Regions from separate parts of the Sus scrofa genome. Here region 2 is linked to region 1. A link is a contact called in public HiChIP or PLAC-seq data. All regions are on one chromosome and are shown on one strand. The core of a region is the stretch at or near the end of the contact, and the rest is flanking DNA. Distances in the headings are between cores, read along the strand shown. Region 1 overlaps MSN (moesin). Region 2 has its middle 45 kb from the start of VSIG4.

Region 1 (5,747 bases), core at 1,681-4,180:
TAGGAGCCTAGATAAGCTCTGCCTTTAATGTGTAAATGTGCTACCTTCCAGTGAAGCATGTTGGGAGGAAATAGTATGAGAATTTGTGTGGATGTGTCTGTTGCTTTGTGAAGAGGAACCCCAGCTCTGGGGAGCCTTAAAAGTCTCCAGATGAGGGAGTGGGGTAAAGGAGAAGCAATATTATGAGACTCAGGTTAGACAGGATGGTTATTGGATGGGAAGAATAGAAAGTTCAGAGGCAAAAATGGTTAGAGGAACCCTTACTCAAGAGGGCAAAACACTTTGTGAAATCAGCGGGTGTCCGCCCCTTTGCAAAAGCCAGGCAGCCTAGCTGAGGCCAATTCCAAGCCCTTGCTGTGCTGGTAGCTTTCACTTCCTCTTTGTGTGTGTGTGGTAGGGTGCAGTGGGAAATCTTAGTCTGATCACCCTTCCAGGTCTATCTGTGGGTATATGGATTTTCCATATGGACTGAATGGGTTGTAGTAGGTTCCCTCAAGGTCTGGAGAGTAGGATTTGTGGGAGCTAGGATTGGGAGTGCTCATTAAACTAAGCTCAGTGGGGCTGTGTAGGACAGAGCCAGCTTCCTACCTATATCATATATCAGGCCACTGTGTCTGGCTTCTTCAGAGATTTCTGTTTCTGCCTGTGTCACACCTCCCTCAGATCTGATGAGCTGGTGGAAAGGTCTCTAGTGATTCACTTCTGTTAGGTTCTGGCAAGAGGGTCAGGGAGCAGGGAAAGGAGGCCTTTATCCTTAACTTTGTATTTTGGGGAGGGTTTTCATACATTATATATTTCCCTGTGGCATTTGGAGGGCGCACACAGTGTTTTTTTCCCCTGTGTCCTTGTATAGGCTATTTGCCTACCTGGAATACCATAAGCTTCCCTTTCCTTTAAACATCTTTCTTTTCTTGTGCAAATATTATTTATCATTCAGGAAATGTCTTCTCTTTCTCTAGAAACCTCTTGCCCTCCTGCCTTTTCCATTGTGGCCTGGATGCCCCTTTATGTTTCCACAGTTCCTCTGATTACCTCTATTACTGCTTTTGCTGTACAGCATGGTAATTCCGCATCTACTTGCAACCCCTCACCAACAAAAAAATACTATCACATACTTGGTTACTTTCTTTCACACATGCACATGTGCAAGCATTAGAATCATCTCAAAGCCTGATCCATATTGGGTGTCTGATAACTTAGTGATATGTGAAACCAGTGTATGTATATATGTGACTGTGTCAGGGATAGAGTTCCTTCTGAAATACCTGGGGTAGGTAAGATGTGGTCCATGTTTGCTTTTCTAGGTCTTATTAGAATTGTAGGTAAAATTTTAGGGCTCACTTTGTATTATGGAACAATATCTATTGCCTGAGGGAAGCTACTGGGTAATTTCTGTAGAGCTTCTGGTGGGCCTCTTTCCTGCTGCTATTTGAAGAAACTAGACCAAAGTTAGAGTGGAGGTGCTTCTTACTCTACTTGAAGAATTCTGATGTTGTGTATGTGTTGGAGGTGAGTGGTTTCATGCATGCTCACCTTATCACTAGGGGGGTACAATGATTGTATGTTTCTAGTGGTAGGGGTGCTAAAAACCTTGGTGTTGTTGGTTGGATAGGTTAAACAGTTTTTACTGGTCTCAGTAAATTAGTAACTGAGCTTGTGGTTTGGAGGGCAAGATGTGGCTTTGTCAACTCAAAAAAAAAAAAAAAACATACTAAGCTAGCTTTTGGAGAAGTTATGTTAATCTATGTAAGGACCAAAAGTAACAAGCTGAATGTCATGTCCCTGTTCTCTTACTAATCGCCTCCCTCACCCTGCCTCAGGACTTCTCCAAAAACAATCATAGATCCACCAAGCTCAAGGGCATTATTTGGGCTCTCTATACCTCTGCTTCCCAGAAGATGACCATGACAAAAATGAAGCCTGTGAGCTAGTGGCTACAAACAGAGATAACTAGGGCAGGTATGATGCCACTCTTTAGCCTTCAGCACATCCACTGGAGGCAGGTGCTAAGAGTTGATATTTTCCTAAGGCCTACAAGATATCCTTGTTCCTTGATGGGGGCAAAAGTTAGATTGGGCTGCAAGATTAGGTGTGGGAGAGTAGCAGGCTGAGTGGGACTGGGGACAACTTGTTTAGGGGTAGTTGGCCAAGGTCTCCCATACAAGCTTTGCCCAGGATCATGCCACACTGAAGGTCCGCATTTAGTGAGGCAGTGCTGTGGAATGGCATCTGCCTTCTGTTTTCTCACCCTGGATGAATGAGGAGGCACTCCCTGAATATGCAGATGGAATGTTCAGCCACATTCTTTGCTACTTATAGTCTGGGAAGGAAAGACAAGGGGGAGCCAGTGTGTCAGCTGGTCAGAAAGGAGTGAAGGGAAATTGAACAATGAATGAGTGGGCTCAGACTGTGGTAACCCCTCACCATTTCTTTCTCTGAGCTTGTTGGAGGACGTGTTCCTATTGGCCTGAAGTCATTTTATTTTGCCCAGTGGCCAGAGCCACTCTAGGCCCATTAACACCCTCTGCAAATTATGTTGCTTTAGCAGAAATGCTGAGACTGGCATCTAAAACCATGTGTAGTGAGACTTCAGCAATGTTTGGGAACCTTTAAAAAATAAGTTTAATGTGTTTTTATATCTCCTGAGAAGAGCATTGGCATATTGTCTTTCAGTTTCCAAATGTAGAAGTTGCCAATTTGTGTTTTCTCAGAAAATTCCTTTTTCCAGTACTTTGGACTATCACCAGCTTTCTCTAGGCATGGATTCTCCAGTGTGGAAGGTGCTTCTGTGGTTAGCTGGTCACATTCTTGTCCTTGTCTGTGAAACTGGGAGATTACTGCAGATTTTTCAGCTTGATTAAGCAGAGAACTCCAGCTCCCTCCCCAGTCAACCAAAGCCTTCTGAAGGGAGGAGAAGTGTGGTAATGACATTATCTTTCCCCAGGCAGCCACGTGTTCTCTGAGAACAGGATGTGGGGAGGGCTGGGCTGCAGTCACAGGGTATGGGGGTGGGCACGGGAAAGTGGGCTGGTAGTGTGGCCAAGTGGGTAGCTGCTTGCCTCCGTTGGCTTTGAGAGGCATGACGAGCCCCTCTATTCTTGAGTGTTAACTCATGTCTATACCCATCCACCCCATGGCATGGTATCTGTGTTCTTACTCTAAGAAAGAACTGGAAACAGCTGTGAATGAGGCCCAGCTCCTCAAGCTGGAGAAACTCAGTGGCAAGGAGTGGGTGGGCCCAGGCTGCTTGCTGTACCAGCCTTCTGACTCCTTTAGCCATAGGTCATTTTGACAAGGTTTTGTCAGGGGAGCTGGGCCCCAGTAAAGAATGGAGTTCCTTTGCTACTCTTTCCCAGGACCTAGTCACTCGCTTCCCCTGGCACACTGAGGTGATTTGCATGCTCAGTTTCCTTTCAGGCCCCATCCTCTTTTTTTTTTTTTTTTTTTTCTGTTTGCCTTTTCTAGGGCCACTCCCATGGTATATGGAGGTTCCCAGGCTAGGGGTCTAATCAGAGCTTTTGCTGCTGGCCTACGCCAGAGCCACAGCAATGTGGGATCCGAGCCATGTCTGCGACCTACACCACAGCTCATGGCAACGCCGGATCCTTAACCCACTGAGCAAGGGCAGGGATCGAACCTGCAACCTCATGGTTCCTAGTCGGAACCACTGCACCACGACAGGAACTCCCCCGTCCTCTTCTTTTCCCTGCCCCCACTACTTCTGCTGGGGACCTTTGGAGATGTGCTGCCTGGGGAAAAGAGGATGTAGCTAGCTTCCTGTTCAAGGGAGGGTGGGGCACCCTCCTTCCTGCCTGTCTGCCCACCAGCGAAGCCGCCCTTTACCCAGTGCTTGAGGAACTGCCTGAAGAGCTGAGTTCAGAGTCATCAGAGGCAAAGGGGTTCTCTGGGGTAGGGATGAGACTTTGTTCTTGTTGGTTTCTTCACAGTTCTCCACCGGGGGATTACTAGGCTCCTTTTTCCTAGAATCACAAGGCAGAAAAAAGGCCCATAGAGGTCAACTGATCCAACCACCTCATATGGGGAAACTTAGGCCCAGGAGTTTTTAAGTCCTATAAGGAATCAGTGCAGAGTTAAGATGAGTAGAATTTTACAAGGTTAAAACTGGAGCTCCTTCTCTTCCCCCAAACTGCTAGTCCAGTGCAAACTGTATTTGGTCAAACTGGCTGGGGAGCTGTAGTTCTCCTTCAACCAGAATGGTTCTACTTTTATGTACTTTGTATCTTAAAGTTTCCTGCAATTTTCTGTTTGGGCGATTAAAGAGGCAGAGAGCTGCTAAAAAGAAAAAAAGCAATGCAATTGAAAACCACTGATCAAGACCTACCTAGTACAGTTGGGGACACTCAGACCTAGAAGGGGAAGGGACTATCTCAAGGTTACTGGCCCACTGTTCTTGGCTGGTTGATCCTGGCTAATGGTATGGCTCCCTCCACTACAAGACTGTTCCCACCCCGTCCATACTGCCTTGATCTTCTCCAGTCCCAAGGAAAACCCCTTCCTGTATCACCCTGAGAAAGAGAAAGAGGCCAGAGGCCACTAGATTTCTTAGATGAAATAAATGGTAAAAAAGTAAGCCTTTGGAAAGACTCCTTTGCAACCTTAAATAATAGAAACTTGGGAGGGCAAAGAACAATGAACTTACTAGTAGCTGGGGAGACCTGGGTTCTAGTCCTGTCTCCTTCACACTTGAGCAAATTACCATTTACCTCACTGAGCCTCCCCATTTCTCCCATCTATAAAATGGTGCTTGTCTCTGCCCTGCCTTTCATACAGAGCAAGAATGTATGTGGAGAAATGGTTTTTAAACTGTAAAGCACTGTGCACATGGGGTTGGGGTTATTATTGTATAAGGGTGAGCCAGAGGTCCTGGATTGGATAATGAGGTTGTAGGAAAAAGGAACTAAAGTATAACAAACATCTAATACATGTAGGTGCCCAACCAGATTCTTTCCAGTAAGTAAAGGAGATAATACTGTCCTCAAAACAGTCTCGTGAAGTAGGCATTGTTGTTCCCATTTCACTTGTAGGGAAACTGATGCTTCAAGAGGCGTAGAGACTTGCAGCGCCTCCAGGACCTCCCTCCAGAGCCCACCTTCTCTGTCATATATTTGTGAATCAACCTTAAGAATGTGCTGTGGTTTCCTTTGGGGCTTTCCAAGCCATTCTCTGCCCGACTCCAACCTGTCTCTTCTAAATGGGATGAGATTATCTCTTGTTGCCTTCATGTCTCAGTCTTGGACCCTTTGCTTTCCTTAGTGGTGCACCAGGAACACTTTCCCTTCTTTGGCCTAAATTAGTTGATGGAGGAGCCCTTTGGGTCAGCTTCCTTTTTGTTGACAAGAGGGGCTTCCTACTCCCTGGGGTGTTGGTAGGAAAAGGGCTCCTCCATCAACTAATTTAGGCCAAAGTATCATCATTTCTCACCACCACAGACACTAATGTGCACTAAAGCAATTTCTCTCTTGTAGGAGGAACATAGCTTTGTACTCTAAAAACCTGAGCTCAGGATCCCGATCTACCAATAACAAGCCATAATCTCTCGATCTTCCCACCTGTAAAATGGGCATAATGACACCCATCTGGTGCCAGGTGATGTTTCTTTAAACTTCCTGGAAGATAAGAATCACCTTGGACAAAACTGTTGATTGCCAAGCTCCTCCTCTTGGAGAGTCTGTTTCAGTAAGCTTGGAGTGGGGTCCAGGAATCTGGGTTTTTAAACTAGTGCCCCA
Region 2 (5,747 bases), core at 2,031-4,530, 220 kb after region 1:
AATAGACAAAGACCGTCACCTTCCTCATTCTGGACACTGCATTTTTGTCATTGCAGTCAATGATGGCTTTAGTTTTTTGCCACCACCTTTCACAATTGACACATACTGAGCTCAATGTCCACTGGAATCCCAGTATATTATGTATGCTGCTTCTAAGCTATATCTCCTGAATTGTCCTTCTCCATGGATAGTGTCAGCAGCACATCAATTCATTCTTCTGTTTTTGTCTCCTCTTTCCCTAGCTTCCACGGAGATTACCCCCCTCAATCTCCTCTCTGTTATGACAACATAACAGTAACTTCATCCAAATCACAACATCATTGAATATTTTACTATTTTCCTATACCAAATTCCATTCCTGCTATTCTTTCTTAAGCTTTGGACTTGGATCACAACCTGGTTCTTTGATTGAGACTTGAGACACATCTGATTTCCATCACACCCGTAATGTGTCCAAATTCTTTTTTCAGGCTATTTGTGAAAGTCTAAGCTCATATGTTTCTTTTTGATTATGTTTGGGTAATTTTCCAAACAGAATCAAATTTGGCCTCTTCATGAGCAAGTAGAGATGGGGTTGGTTGGGAGATGTTCTCCTTGTGGGATTCATGATAAATATCCAAGATTCAACTCCTCCAGAGTTTATAATAATCAGCTCTTATATACCATTTCATTTAGTCACTATGAGTCTAGTGAGATAAACATTGTCACCTGTTTATTGATGACAAGATTTAGAGAGACTAAGAGTTGTATTTTAGAGTTACATGACTAGTTGTGAGTAGAGCTGAACACAGAAATTCTCTTGACTCCAAATGCAGGGCTTTTCTGCCTTTTCATTTTACTTTACCTAAAATTTGGTGGGACCTCCCACCTATGAAACTCCTGCCATAGCTATCCTCTTTCTGACTATTTCTGAGGACCTAACAGAAGGAATAAAATATACCAGTTGCAAAAATCACATGGTACCTTGTCCAGACCTGAAGTAGAAGAGAGAAGGAGCTAGCCTAATTACTTTGGTGTTGTGGCCAATGAGGTGACCTGGTCATAGTGGTGAGGAGAGAGATTTTGCCAGACTACTAATAAGGACTCTTTGCCAGGGACTCATGATGCCATGAGAAAGGCATCAGTGAACAGTGAACTAAAACAATTTTTTGCCTTTATGAGTTTTCTAGGGTTGCCATAACAAGTAGTACAGACTGGGTAGCTTAAAAAACAAAATTTTATTTTATTACAGTTCTGGAGGTTAGAACTTTAAGATTAAGGGGTCAGAAGATTTTATTTCTCCCCAGGACCCTTTCCTTGCTTACAGATGGCTACCTTGTCACTGATCCCTCACATGATTTTCCTACACATGAATACATCCCTGGTGTCTCTTTTTGTGTCCAATATTTTTCTTCTTACAAGCACACCAGTTATATTTGTTTAAAGTCCCTTATAATGGCCACATTTTAACTTAATAACTTCTTTAAATTTTCTATAGTCACATTCTGATATACTAGGGGTTCAACATATGAATTTTAGGAGGACATAACTCATAACACTATACTAAGTTCCTCAGAGCTTGAACTGAACCTAGTCCTCCTTTTAATTTTAAATAAATAAAGATCAGCTGCATAAAGGGGCATATAAATAAGATATTTTTGAGAAGAAGGATGTTCAGTGAGAGGTGTCAAGATATTGATTGCCATCTAATAGCTACATCTCTTCCCTTCAGCTTCCAATTCCTCCACCTCTAGAACTAGAATTTCAGGGTTTCTTGGCAACCCCTCATTTCCCTTCTGTTAGCAAAATCTTGTTTTTCTTGCAGAATTGTCTCTTTTTTTATTTTTGGCTGATATTTAATCCTTTGAGAAAGTTTGAGCTCTTGACATTCTATAAACAACTATACAAAATAAAAATTTGGTCTATATTTATATATCTTTGATCTAAAATTGGACAATTCTATCTTTAGGCAGTGGTAATCATAAATATGATGGACATAGATTTCAGACTTCCTAGCATAGCTTCATATCTAATAGTTGTTCCTATTGTTCCAATAACTAATTGCACATTTGTTAGACTCTTCAAATATGGATCCAGAAAATATACTTCTGGGAATTGCTAAATGAATTTTTCTACTACCTTCAATAACTTTTCCTTGTTTTGGGGGACAAATTCTAAACTCAGCATGATATTCTAGGTTCTCAGCTATATGGACCTGTACATCTATCCAGTTTCGTCTACTGCCACTTTTTTCAACATAAATTTTGCTCTCAAATCATACAGAATTCTAGTCACTCCAAATTACCTATTTCACACACATGCATATATATATATATACACATGATATTTTAGAATACTATTCTTGAATGACTATGATACCCTTCTTCCCACCCTTACCTGCAAACTGCCAGTTATCCTCTTATTTATCCTCAAGTCTCATTTAAAATTGTCTCTATGAAACTGCTCCTGCCCTCCTCAGAAAGTTGATCACTCTTGTTTTGCCGCTGTAGTTTATACATACTATATTACACATTATACATGCTATACTATAGCTTATACATATTGCATTACATATTATATTTGAATATATTATGGTAATGAGCACTTTGGCCAAATTGTAACAGTCTGTTTATTTGGCTATCTTCCCCACTAGACAGAAACCTGACTCAGAGTAATAACTCATGTGTTTGTTAAATTAGTTAATGAAAAATAGGCAAAGGACATTGCCAAGGATGTGTATCTTCCCTATCTCACTCTCCAACATGATCAACATGATTTTTGTGATTAAGATGGTGATATTGGACTGAAGTAGAGCTAGGTATAGGTAAAACTAGGCTCCTAACCTATTTACCGGTTATAGTATGTGATCTTATTTGAGCTGAATTACTGATGCTGGGCCCTAAGAAGACGAGTCCAAGTTGTAAAATTAAACTAAACTTCAAAAGGTATAAGTAGTTGAAGGGAAAGCAGGATGACTTGAAATACATGTTCCCAGACAGATAAGGGTCATTTTGAGAGATTAAGAGAATCTGGTTCCTCCTACCCCCATCACCTGAGGCCCCCATCCCAGGGTCCCTGAGAGACCAGACTATTGCCACAGTGGTGGAGAAATGCCAGCTTGGAAATTGCCACACATACGCTTTGAGGAGGTAATATGGGGGTGGGGGTAGGGTGGAGAAAGAATGGTACAGAGGCACTGATGCAAAAGCCAACTGTCATTCTTGAGCAACCAAGGTGGTATGGGCTAAAAGTCCGACTACTGTTTTTGGGACTTCCTTTTAACAATGACTCTGCAGTGAGTAACTGCTGGGGAGGCAGTTACAGAAGCCACCTCAGGCCAAGCCTGGGCTAGGGGTGGTGGTAGATAAGCCACCCACTCATAAGTTCCCACCCCATCCTACTTTCCTTCTTCACATCTATTATTACATCAGATCTGAAAGCAGCCCTGTATTGTAGGCAGAGCAAAGATTATGACCTTTGTTTTACACATGAGGATATTGAGGCCCAGAGAAGTAGACCATAAGGAAGCCTATTTCCCTACTCAACTGCTAAACTATACTTACCTAATTGTCCCTCCATGTCAAGACCTTGATCTCTGCTCTTGCTAGAGTCTCATGTCCATGTGACTCAATAGTTCTCTGGCCTTTCCATGCCTTCAACTTCTCAATTTCAGCCTAAGCATAATAGTTACCTCAATAATGTCAACTTCTCTCATCCTGACTTAAGTTGGGTCAGAGGCAGGAGTCATTTACTTACTAAATATTATTTAATGTCTTCTACCATGTGCCAGGTAATATGCTAAGCACTAGCAAATATATCAGTGAATAAAACACCATTCCTATTTATCTCAAAGAACTCACAGTCACAAATGCAGACTCCAGAACCAGGGAGGTGATCAGTAAAAAACAAGTAAATTGACCCCAAAATAAACTATTCCAAATGGTAGTAAGTACTAGGGAGGAAATTAATATGGTTTTGACTATGTGAGAGAAAAGAGGTAAGGAGAGCTACTTTACCTTGAGTTGGAAGGGAGGCCATTCCAGGAGAGGATATTTTAAGCTAAGACTTGAAGGATGAAAAAGAGTAAACCATGGATTGAAGAGAAGTTCCATGGTCCAGAGCTAAGAAAGAGCCAGAATTGTACATAATCCACCTAACTAGGGTTGATAGCCATCTGGAGGCAGTGTAGTATGCAGGAATGGCACTGGATGCACCCTTAGGAATCCCTTTACTATTAGAACCATTGCTGCTAAAAGTTTTTTTAAATGGTGCAGAGAAGAACTGGCATTTACTAAGTGGCTACTGTGTGCCAGGAACAAGCCAATCCCTTTCCCACATTTTTTAAAATTTTTTTTCAGTCCCAGCATTCTTATCTCCATAACAAGGAAGTGAAGATATTTGGTCCCTAAGGGCTTTTATAGCTCAGAGAGATTAACTAGTCCATGACCGCTATATTCCTGTTAGAAATCTAAAGCCTTGGAAGATGAAGCATTTTTGCCTCAGGTTGTCCAATGAATAAGTACATTATTCTTCAACTCCAGGCCTGATCAACTGGGGCAAGACTAAGACAGTCTCATCTCAACTAAAAATTAAGTGGACCCATCAGAATTTTGGCACTGCCCAGGAAGAAGATAGGCATAGGGAGACTCCATCTTGGAAGCAGAGGGAGGAAGTCATTTGTGAGCCCTTTGACAGTATGGTTTTGCCTTTAGATGCCAGCAAAGCTTTTCTTAGCAGCAGATATTTACAGGAAGAGCAGAAACTGCAGCACAGTGTTTTGGATAGATAAGCCTTATCTTGGTTGAGGCAGAGGCATTGTAAAGGGGTTAGATATAAAGTCCAAAATCTTTGTGCTTTCATGGGAGAAGACTTGGTGAAAGTTTCAAATTCATTTTCATTTGCTTTCTATAGACCTCTTTTCTTCTTCTCCTCCTCTTCTTCCTCCCCCTTCTTTTCTCTGCAAACCCAAAGTGCTGTACCAATTTATAACCTCAGGCTCAGGCTCAGGCTCAGGTTTACCTTAGTGCTAGTCTTAATATCTATCCATGCTTGAGAAAGAATAGAAGATAAAGGAGAGAAGGAGAGAAAAATGAGAGAGAAAAGAAGGAAGAGAAGATGAGAGAGGAATGTGTAGAAGAAAAAATGAAAAAAAAATGGGAGAGGAGTACAGGGGAAAGAAAGAGAGGGTAATTCTTCTCTTTTACTACTATGTTCACCAATCCTGCCTCACTATGAAACCAACTTCACTGGGTTCTAAGGCTTATCCCATTGATAACAGTGCAACAATTTGGTTACTAAACTTCTCAAACAAATAATCTCAAGGGAAACGAAGTTCATCTGCAAATACCCTGAATCTTTCATAGTCCTTTTTTATTTATTTATTTATTTATTTTTTTGCTTTTTAGGGCCAAACATGAGTTATATGGAAGTCCCCAGGCTAGGTGTCAAATTGGAGCTACAGCTGCTGGCCTACACCACAGCCACAGCAATTCCAGATCCGAGCTTGGTCTTTGACCTACACCACAACTTATACAGCAATTCCAGATCCTTTAACCCACTGAGGGGGTCAAGGAACAAACCCATGTCCTCTTGGATACTAGTTAGGTTCTGTTCCACTGAACCACAATGGGAACTCCTTCCAAAGTCTTTTGAGCCCACTCCAATTTCTAACAGGGGAGAGGGCATAGCTCTTTGTACATAGGAGTAGGGACAAGTGAGAGCCCTCTACCCAAAGCAAAAAATCCCTCTGAGATTTTGTCCTATAAAAT

Evidence for each region. HiChIP or PLAC-seq counts read pairs in DNA pulled down with a chosen protein or histone mark.
Region 2: an H3K27ac HiChIP or PLAC-seq map of alveolar macrophages shows a contact between it and region 1. The contact joins two enhancer-like sites. A contact is called at or near these places in 1 of 47 Hi-C or Micro-C datasets (subcutaneous adipose tissue) and 1 of 2 datasets of contacts at active chromatin or transcription factors (alveolar macrophages).

What each region holds. Positions count from the first base shown.
Region 1 is chrX:51,928,396-51,934,142 of Sscrofa11.1, forward strand. The region is part of intron 1 of MSN (moesin); the gene reads left to right. Among named protein-coding and RNA genes, the nearest start is that of MSN, 28 kb to the left of the region's middle. Within about 2 kb of position 2,931, at least 26 of the 83 cell types and tissues checked have an H3K27ac peak or open chromatin away from gene starts, as enhancers often do. A contact at or near this core is called in alveolar macrophages, where this site is marked.
Region 2 is chrX:52,150,736-52,156,482 of Sscrofa11.1, forward strand. No RefSeq gene overlaps it. Among named protein-coding and RNA genes, the nearest start is that of VSIG4, 45 kb to the right of the region's middle. Within about 2 kb of position 3,281, at least 2 of the 83 cell types and tissues checked have an H3K27ac peak or open chromatin away from gene starts, as enhancers often do. A contact at or near this core is called in alveolar macrophages, where this site is marked.